Regions from separate parts of the Mus musculus genome. Here region 1 is linked to region 2. The links are chromatin contacts, called in public promoter capture Hi-C maps. All regions are on one chromosome and are shown on one strand. Each heading gives the region's core, a stretch centred on a gene start, on an enhancer-like site or on the middle of the called end of the contact. The rest is flanking DNA. Distances are from core to core; before and after follow the strand shown. Region 1 holds the start of Ift81 (intraflagellar transport 81). Region 2 overlaps Atp2a2 (ATPase, Ca++ transporting, cardiac muscle, slow twitch 2).

Region 1 (3,583 bases), core at 368-2,867, 160 kb before region 2:
GATGACAGTGAACTCTTAGATTAAGTCATACAGGAGTGATATGAACTTCCCAATGACACAGCATCTAAGCACCTGTTTTAGTTTGCTTTCTATTTCCGTAATAAACTACCATGACCAAAAACAACTTGGGGAGGAAATGATTTACTTAGTTTACAGATCATAGTCCGTCATCAGGAAAGAAAAGGCAGGAGCTTGAAGCAGGAACCACAAAGGAATACTTCTTACTGGCCTGCTTCTCCTGAGATTCTCAGCTACCTTTCTTACATCGGCCAGGCCCACATGCCCAGGGGTGGCCTTGCTCACAACGGGCCCGGCCCTCCTACACACAATAAATTAATGATGTAATAAAATAAAAAGCAAGGTCGGAGGTGTAACTCAGTGGTAGAGTTCTTTCCTAGCACAGGCTATAGGAGAACAGGATGAGGAGGTGGAGGAAGAGGGGGTGGAGCGGGAGGTGAGGTAGAAGTGACAAGCTTTCAGAACCGCTGTTAGAGCCTGTTAGAAATCTATTCAAAATCTCAAACACAGTTCAGTTAGAAGGTACCATTAGGAGCTTACATACCAGACTTGACCAGGCGTCTCTGGGGGGAAAAGAAAAGCTACCCACAGTTTGTTTCAGACAGAATAAGCAAGGTCTCTATGCTGTAAAACTGTTGCTAGGAATGTCTTCTTAGACTCCTCAGTGAATCCCACCAAGGAATCACAGGGTGAAGTCAGTTCCTCCTTTCGTCTGTAGCAGGTGGGGACACCACAATCTGTCTCTGTGGAACCTGTCTCTAGGTTTGTGTGCCAAGCGCCTTTACCAGTTGAGCTACCTCAACAGGTCATTTGGATTCTTTTTACTGGTCTTTAAACAGCGCTCTGTCTAATGGAGACATGACAGTATGATTCCTTCAGCCATCCCTGTCCCCCAGTAAACGTCACACATACTCTGTCATCACTGAGACATCTTGGTACATTTCTCTCCGTCCTGGGCTGTTTAACTATATTGCCTCTCTTTCCCCATCATCTCTGTGAGGACAGAACCAACCCTATTGGGTCTTGTTCTCTATTGCATTTCCAGCAGTCAGCAGTATGGAATGCCTAATTTATCATTTGTTAGCTTGAGGTTGTGGCAAGTCTGGTATTACATTTACTGTTTCTCCAAGGATGTCTGAGCATCTAACCTAGTTTTCAGAGTAGGCCTCCATTTGTCCCGGTCTGTCTCTCCTCTCCATGTCTGGGTCTCTCAATCCATAGTTTATAATTGTTCCATGCATGATTTAACCTGGAGATTCTTTCGTCGAAAACCTAAATTCGGAAACCACGCCCAATGCTTTCTGACCCCAAACCCTATCCAGTCCTGCTTCAAACAAGTCGCCCCAAGTTTGGTAAATAAATGAATGAATGAATGAAACAGCACACGCAAACAGCACAGGTTAAGCCCTTTGTCAAGGTGAGAACGGTAGACGGTTCGCAAAGGTTATTATCAGCAGGAGTCTAAGTGGGAATAACAGCCAGAGTCACCCTAGGCTTTCTGCAGAGGTTCGGAACCCCAGGTACCAGGGCCAAGCTTTCCAGCCCGAGGCTCCGCCCTCCGGTGTGCGCGCGCCCCCCTCCTCCCCGAGCCAGAGGAAGTGACGTCACCGCATGGCAACCGTTGCCAAGGAGCGGTCTCTAAGAACCCGCAAGCGCCCCAGTGCCTCCCGAGGGTGGGGAGGTGGTTTCGTGAGGAGGATTTGAGGTAACCCCCGCCAACTCGCGGTCGGGAACTCCGCGAACCCCCGAATCCCGTCAAGCTGCGCCCGCTCCCGGCCGGTGGCGGCAGCAGGGCCTGTCGGGGGGCGGGGGGTCGGCCGCGCGGGTCCCCCTCGGTCTCCGGGCGTCGCAGGAGGCCGTAGGCCTGCGCGCGCTGCCCCGGCTGGGCCGGATACCACGCGCGTCCTGGTTTTAATTCTTGCCCCGGCTCCCCCTGGGTGCTGCAGTGGGTGAGTGCTGGTGAATTAGCTCGGCCGGTTGCGCTGGAAGAGGGAGAGTAATTGCTTTTGCTAATTTTAGCGCGCAGCGCCCGGCGGGCAGCGACAGCCCTACCTGGTTCAAGAGCATCTCTGTCCTCTGAAAGCTGGTGGGGCAACGCAGCTCATTTCTTTTCTTAAAAAAGTTTGGAAACTTGGCGTGTATTAGTTGCGCATAATGGGTACCACTGTATTCACACATGCATACATATAGTGTATTCCATCACCCCATCCCCGTTTCTCGCTCTTCGCTTTCCTGCTCCCACGGAATCCATTTCCTAACCCTTCTCCCTTCGACTTTTTTGCCCCCACCTCACTCCCCTTTTCTTTTGGAGGTCCAATGAGTTTAATTATGGTTCCCCACCCTTAGCAACCATTAAGTTGCCTGTAATAATCGTGAGCCCCTCCCCTTTTCTTCTCTTGGCAACATTTTCTTGCTTATCCAGATATTTGGTTTGATTTTGTGTTTCTCAGAGAAGAAAAAGCCGTATGGACAACTTCTAAATTAGTTTAAATATATGTGGATATAAGGATGTGTATTATATTTTTACAGTTGAAAACTTGAGCCTCCCAAGTTTTTAAAAAGTAAAGATATTCTCTGTAATTTATTTATTTCTGGCTTGTTTTTTGAGACAATGCTTCTCTGTAGAGTCCTGGCTGGCCAGGAACTCACTCTGTAGACCAGGCTGGCCTCAAACTCAGAAATCCTCCTGCCTCTGCCTCCTAGCACTGAGATTAAAATTGCACACTACTATCCCTGAGATAGTCTTTATATATAAACTTAAAAAGAAACCTTAAATTTAGCAACCATACTGGTTGTGCCATCCTTTCTTATCTTTTAGAACAACTTTATTTCCTTCCTTCTAGCTTCCTTCCTCCTTTCCTTCCTTCCTTTCTTCCAAATGTCTTCTAAATGTAAGCTTCACCCACCCAATTAAAGAACCCATTTCATGCCAGACTTGGTGGCTCTTGATTTTAATTCCAGCACTCAGGAGAGAGAAGCTTGGTCTACACCGTGAGTTCCAGGCCAGCTAAGGCTACACAGCAAAACCTGTTTTAAAAGGAGAGAAAGAGAGAGAGAGAGAGAGAGAGAGAGCGCGCGAGCATGTGTGTTGGGGGGGGTGGAGTAAGATGCTCAGGGCTTACTTTATGTCTTGAGTGAAACAGTATCTGTCTCATAGTTTTAACTAAGAAAGCATTGAGATGACTTTGTCGTCTTGTCCACCTCACCTTTTCTAGTTTAAGAGGGTCTTATAGTGCAGCCCAGGTTGGCCTTAAACTTTGCCTCCTTCTTTCTCAGCCGCCTCACTTCTGGGCTTACAGTGTGGGGCAGTGCTCAGGAATAGCAGTTCAGTTTTGTTGCTGTGATTTTGACAAGGTCTCAAGGCGCCCAAGCGGCTTTGACCTCACACTAAGTAGCCAAGCAAGGGCCACCTTGAACTTGTGATCTTCCTGCTTCCACCTCCTGAGTGCTGACGTTACAGGCCTGCTCACGGACCTCCAGTTAATTCAGTGCTGGGAATCAAACCCAGGGCTTCCTACATGTTAGGCAAGCCATCATAAATCCCCAGCCCAGCACTTCATTTTAG
Region 2 (3,346 bases), core at 588-3,087:
CTGTGAAGCTGTGCCGGCAAGCAGGCATCCGGGTCATCATGATCACTGGAGACAACAAAGGCACCGCTGTGGCCATCTGTCGCCGCATTGGCATCTTTGGGCAGGATGAGGATGTGACATCAAAGGCTTTTACAGGGCGAGAGTTTGATGAATTAAGCCCTTCAGCCCAGAGAGATGCCTGCTTAAATGCCCGCTGTTTTGCTCGAGTTGAACCTTCCCACAAGTCTAAGATTGTTGAGTTCCTTCAGTCCTTTGATGAGATCACAGCTATGGTAAGATTTTAGCTAGACTTACACGACACAACAGTGTACGTGTGCCTATAATCCTGGCACTTAGACTGAGGCAAGCCTGTGCTACCTAGTGAGATCTTGTGCCTAAAAACAAAACCAAATGAAAAAGGCATGTTCTTAACCTGTAAGCAATACTTAGTGTGATTATGTGTCTGAGGTGTGTAAATGACCTTAAATTATGTGGCCCCACCACAAATGGCTCTCAGGTTTTGAGTGTTGGTATAAGGCAATATAAGCAGATGTCCAGTCTCCTTAGTTCTACCTTTCTGTGATATGACTCTTTAAGCTTGCATGGCTGTTTTTGTATTTTCTTGGTAAAGTATTTGACACAGCTACTGCTCTGTCCCGTTTCCTCCTGCATCAGTGCCTCTGCCTAGAGCTGTGCCACATGGGTGGTATCTGAATCAACTGCACCTTCCCTTTCAGACTGGTGATGGTGTGAATGATGCTCCTGCTCTGAAGAAATCTGAAATCGGGATTGCCATGGGCTCAGGGACTGCAGTGGCTAAGACTGCTTCTGAGATGGTCCTGGCAGATGACAACTTCTCCACCATTGTGGCTGCTGTTGAGGAGGGGCGAGCCATCTACAACAACATGAAGCAGTTCATCCGCTACCTCATCTCATCCAACGTGGGGGAAGTGGTCTGGTGGGTGTCTGACTGGAACTAAACAGTATCTTTCAAGGCTGGGGCCAGGGTGTTGAGCTTTCTCAGATTGCTGCTTCTGTTAGGACAAATTTGGTTGTTGGCTTGAGAGGAGAGAAATCTCATGGGACTTGTCTGCAGCTGACCAGTGGTGCAGAAAATATTCTTAAAATGGTAGTTTAAAATCATAAAAGTCTTGGTCCTCTAATAAAGTTTCATATGAACTTAGATTAGATGTTGTCTGATGCTCCTGGCTTGGGGAGATAAGCTATTTCCATAGTTCCAAAACTCACTGAGTTTTTTCTCTTCTTCCCTTGGATGGAAACAGTATCTTCCTGACGGCAGCCCTTGGGTTTCCTGAGGCTTTAATTCCTGTCCAGTTACTCTGGGTCAATCTGGTGACAGATGGTCTGCCTGCCACTGCGCTGGGGTTCAATCCTCCAGACCTGGACATCATGAACAAACCCCCCCGGAACCCAAAAGAACCACTGATCAGCGGGTGGCTCTTTTTCCGTTACCTGGCTATTGGCTGTAAGTACAGTTGTTGTTTGTGTGGAAGGATGCTGTGTGCAGTGCAGGTCACCCACTGAAAGCCTCTGTTGAACAAGCATCCTGTCCTTCCTTGGGTTATAGAGAAGCAACAGTTAGACATCAGGCTTTTTATATTTTCCCCTTGCTCAGAGTGATGCAAATACCAAGGCATGCCAGAGCCCTTCCCTGTTGCGAGCGCCAGGCTGAGACTTGAATGGGTTATTACCAACTAGGGGACAAGAAGAGTCCACTAGCAGAGGCTAATGCCGTTCTTTGTCATAGTTCAGTTTAAAGAGCATACAATCTAGAGTGGCTGCCAGTTCCTCTGGCCTTCACAGTATCTCGTGGACCAGCTGCCCTTTGGGCAAATAAAAATTTCCATTCCCTGTCTTTTAAACTAGTGCCCTCGTGCACCACTGTAATTCCAGGTTAGCTGTGTGCTCTGCTGTTGGTTAGGTGATTGACCGTGGATAAACCAGTCTCAGCTTTGCAAATTTCCTGAAATTGATGAGGAATGGCCTCTGCCTTAGACCTAACTCTGGTGCTGAGGGGTGGGGGCCAGCATTGTAATGGCAGTTCTTTGAAAGGGTTCTGCTTGGCCATACCTGGAACAGTGCAGTTACCTAGTGTCCAACAAGGTCACCTCCGTTTGCCTATAGACTGGTGTGACTTGGTTTCCTCAGTTCCTTGTGTGTTCTGTCTGCTGGGATGGATGGGCCTGACCTCCACCTGTTGTCTGAAGCCTATACTTGCTCTTTAGCTCTGTGGCACCTAGTGCAGGGCGTGGGCTGGGGTCAGCAGGAACATTTCCTCACAAACTCTAGAGACATTGCCTATTTCCTTTTTAGACCAGAAACGCCCTGTCTGTAGTCAGCTGCTCTGGCCAGTGTGGTAACCTGCAGCTTTGTTTCTAGGTTATGTTGGCGCTGCCACCGTGGGTGCTGCTGCATGGTGGTTCATCGCTGCTGACGGCGGTCCAAGAGTCTCCTTCTACCAGCTGGTATTTAGCCACTTTTTTTTAAAGCCCTGTGTAGTAGAGTGAATTCTTGTAACCTTTGGTCTTTTTCTGTGGTTTGGGGTCAGATAGTTGCCTCAGGTAGCTCTAAGACCCAGGGCTTCTGCCGAGCTGTATTCCGTATTGGTGTTGGGCCTTGAACTCAGTGTGGAATTGGCATCTACATTTGGGAAGTACTCCCGGCTGATGGAATGTTTGGACTTTGTTGCAGAGTCATTTCCTACAGTGTAAGGAGGACAACCCAGACTTCGATGGAGTGGATTGTGCAATCTTTGAGTCCCCATATCCAATGACAATGGCACTTTCTGTTCTAGTAACCATAGAGATGTGTAATGCCCTCAACAGGTTAGTGGATCTTGTAGGCTATGGTCCTAGGGTTTATGAGAAAATCATGGCTGATAGCTCTTCCCTCACAAAAAATGACATAGTTTTAAGCTATTGTTCCCCAGGAAACAGTGGGGGTTGTCCCCATCATGGGTTCCTGATGCGGCAGGGTGTATGAATGGGACCAGCAATCCAGACTATGCCTGTACCCTAGAGAGTGGAGCACAAGAAGTTCCATCTAACCAAGCCACTGATGGACACAAGTTTCCAAATGGCTCTACCTTGGGTCATCACCAGCAGCTTTGAGCCTGCTGAGATGGGCCTGCTGCACCAAAGCCTCCAGCTCCCCGCACTGGGGAAAGCAGGCCTTTAGAGTTAGTTAGGTCAGCAGGCAGTAGCATCACTAAACCCTTGCCTGCTTGTGTGTCACTGACGCATGCCTTTGCCTCTGGTGAGGTCACTTCTCTTCTCACCTGTAGCTTGTCTGAAAACCAGTCTTTGCTGAGGATGCCCCCCTGGGAGAATATCTGGCTCGTGGGCTC

What was found. Promoter capture Hi-C pulls out the DNA fragments that hold promoters and counts their contacts.
Region 1: a promoter capture Hi-C map of liver shows a contact between it and region 2. The contact joins the promoter of Ift81 here to the enhancer-like site in region 2. A contact is called at or near these places in 5 of 39 promoter capture datasets (the C10 cell line, the HPC-7 cell line, cranial neural crest and 2 more), 3 of 15 datasets of contacts at CTCF or cohesin (the NIH/3T3 cell line, large pre-B cells and pro-B cells), 42 of 484 Hi-C or Micro-C datasets (the AML12 cell line, B cells, the Ba/F3 cell line and 27 more), 22 of 115 datasets of contacts at active chromatin or transcription factors (the HPC-7 cell line, a beta-TC-6 cell line, bone marrow-derived dendritic cells and 10 more) and 5 of 9 other capture datasets (adipose tissue, embryonic stem cells, liver and 2 more).

What each region holds. Positions count from the first base shown.
Region 1 is chr5:122,612,578-122,616,160 of GRCm38.p6, reverse strand. Ift81 (intraflagellar transport 81) reads left to right here and starts at 1,617. Exons shown (of 19, transcript NM_009879.4): 1 at 1,617-1,723.
Region 2 is chr5:122,457,567-122,460,912 of GRCm38.p6, reverse strand. Atp2a2 (ATPase, Ca++ transporting, cardiac muscle, slow twitch 2) reads left to right here. Exons shown (of 20, transcript NM_001110140.3): 14 at 1-272; 15 at 717-937; 16 at 1,263-1,465; 17 at 2,380-2,465; 18 at 2,692-2,825; 19 at 3,284-3,346. Among named protein-coding and RNA genes, the nearest start is that of Anapc7, 37 kb to the right of the region's middle. Within about 2 kb of position 1,837, at least 14 of the 459 cell types and tissues checked have an H3K27ac peak or open chromatin away from gene starts, as enhancers often do. A contact at or near this core is called in cortical glia, hepatocytes and liver, where this site is marked.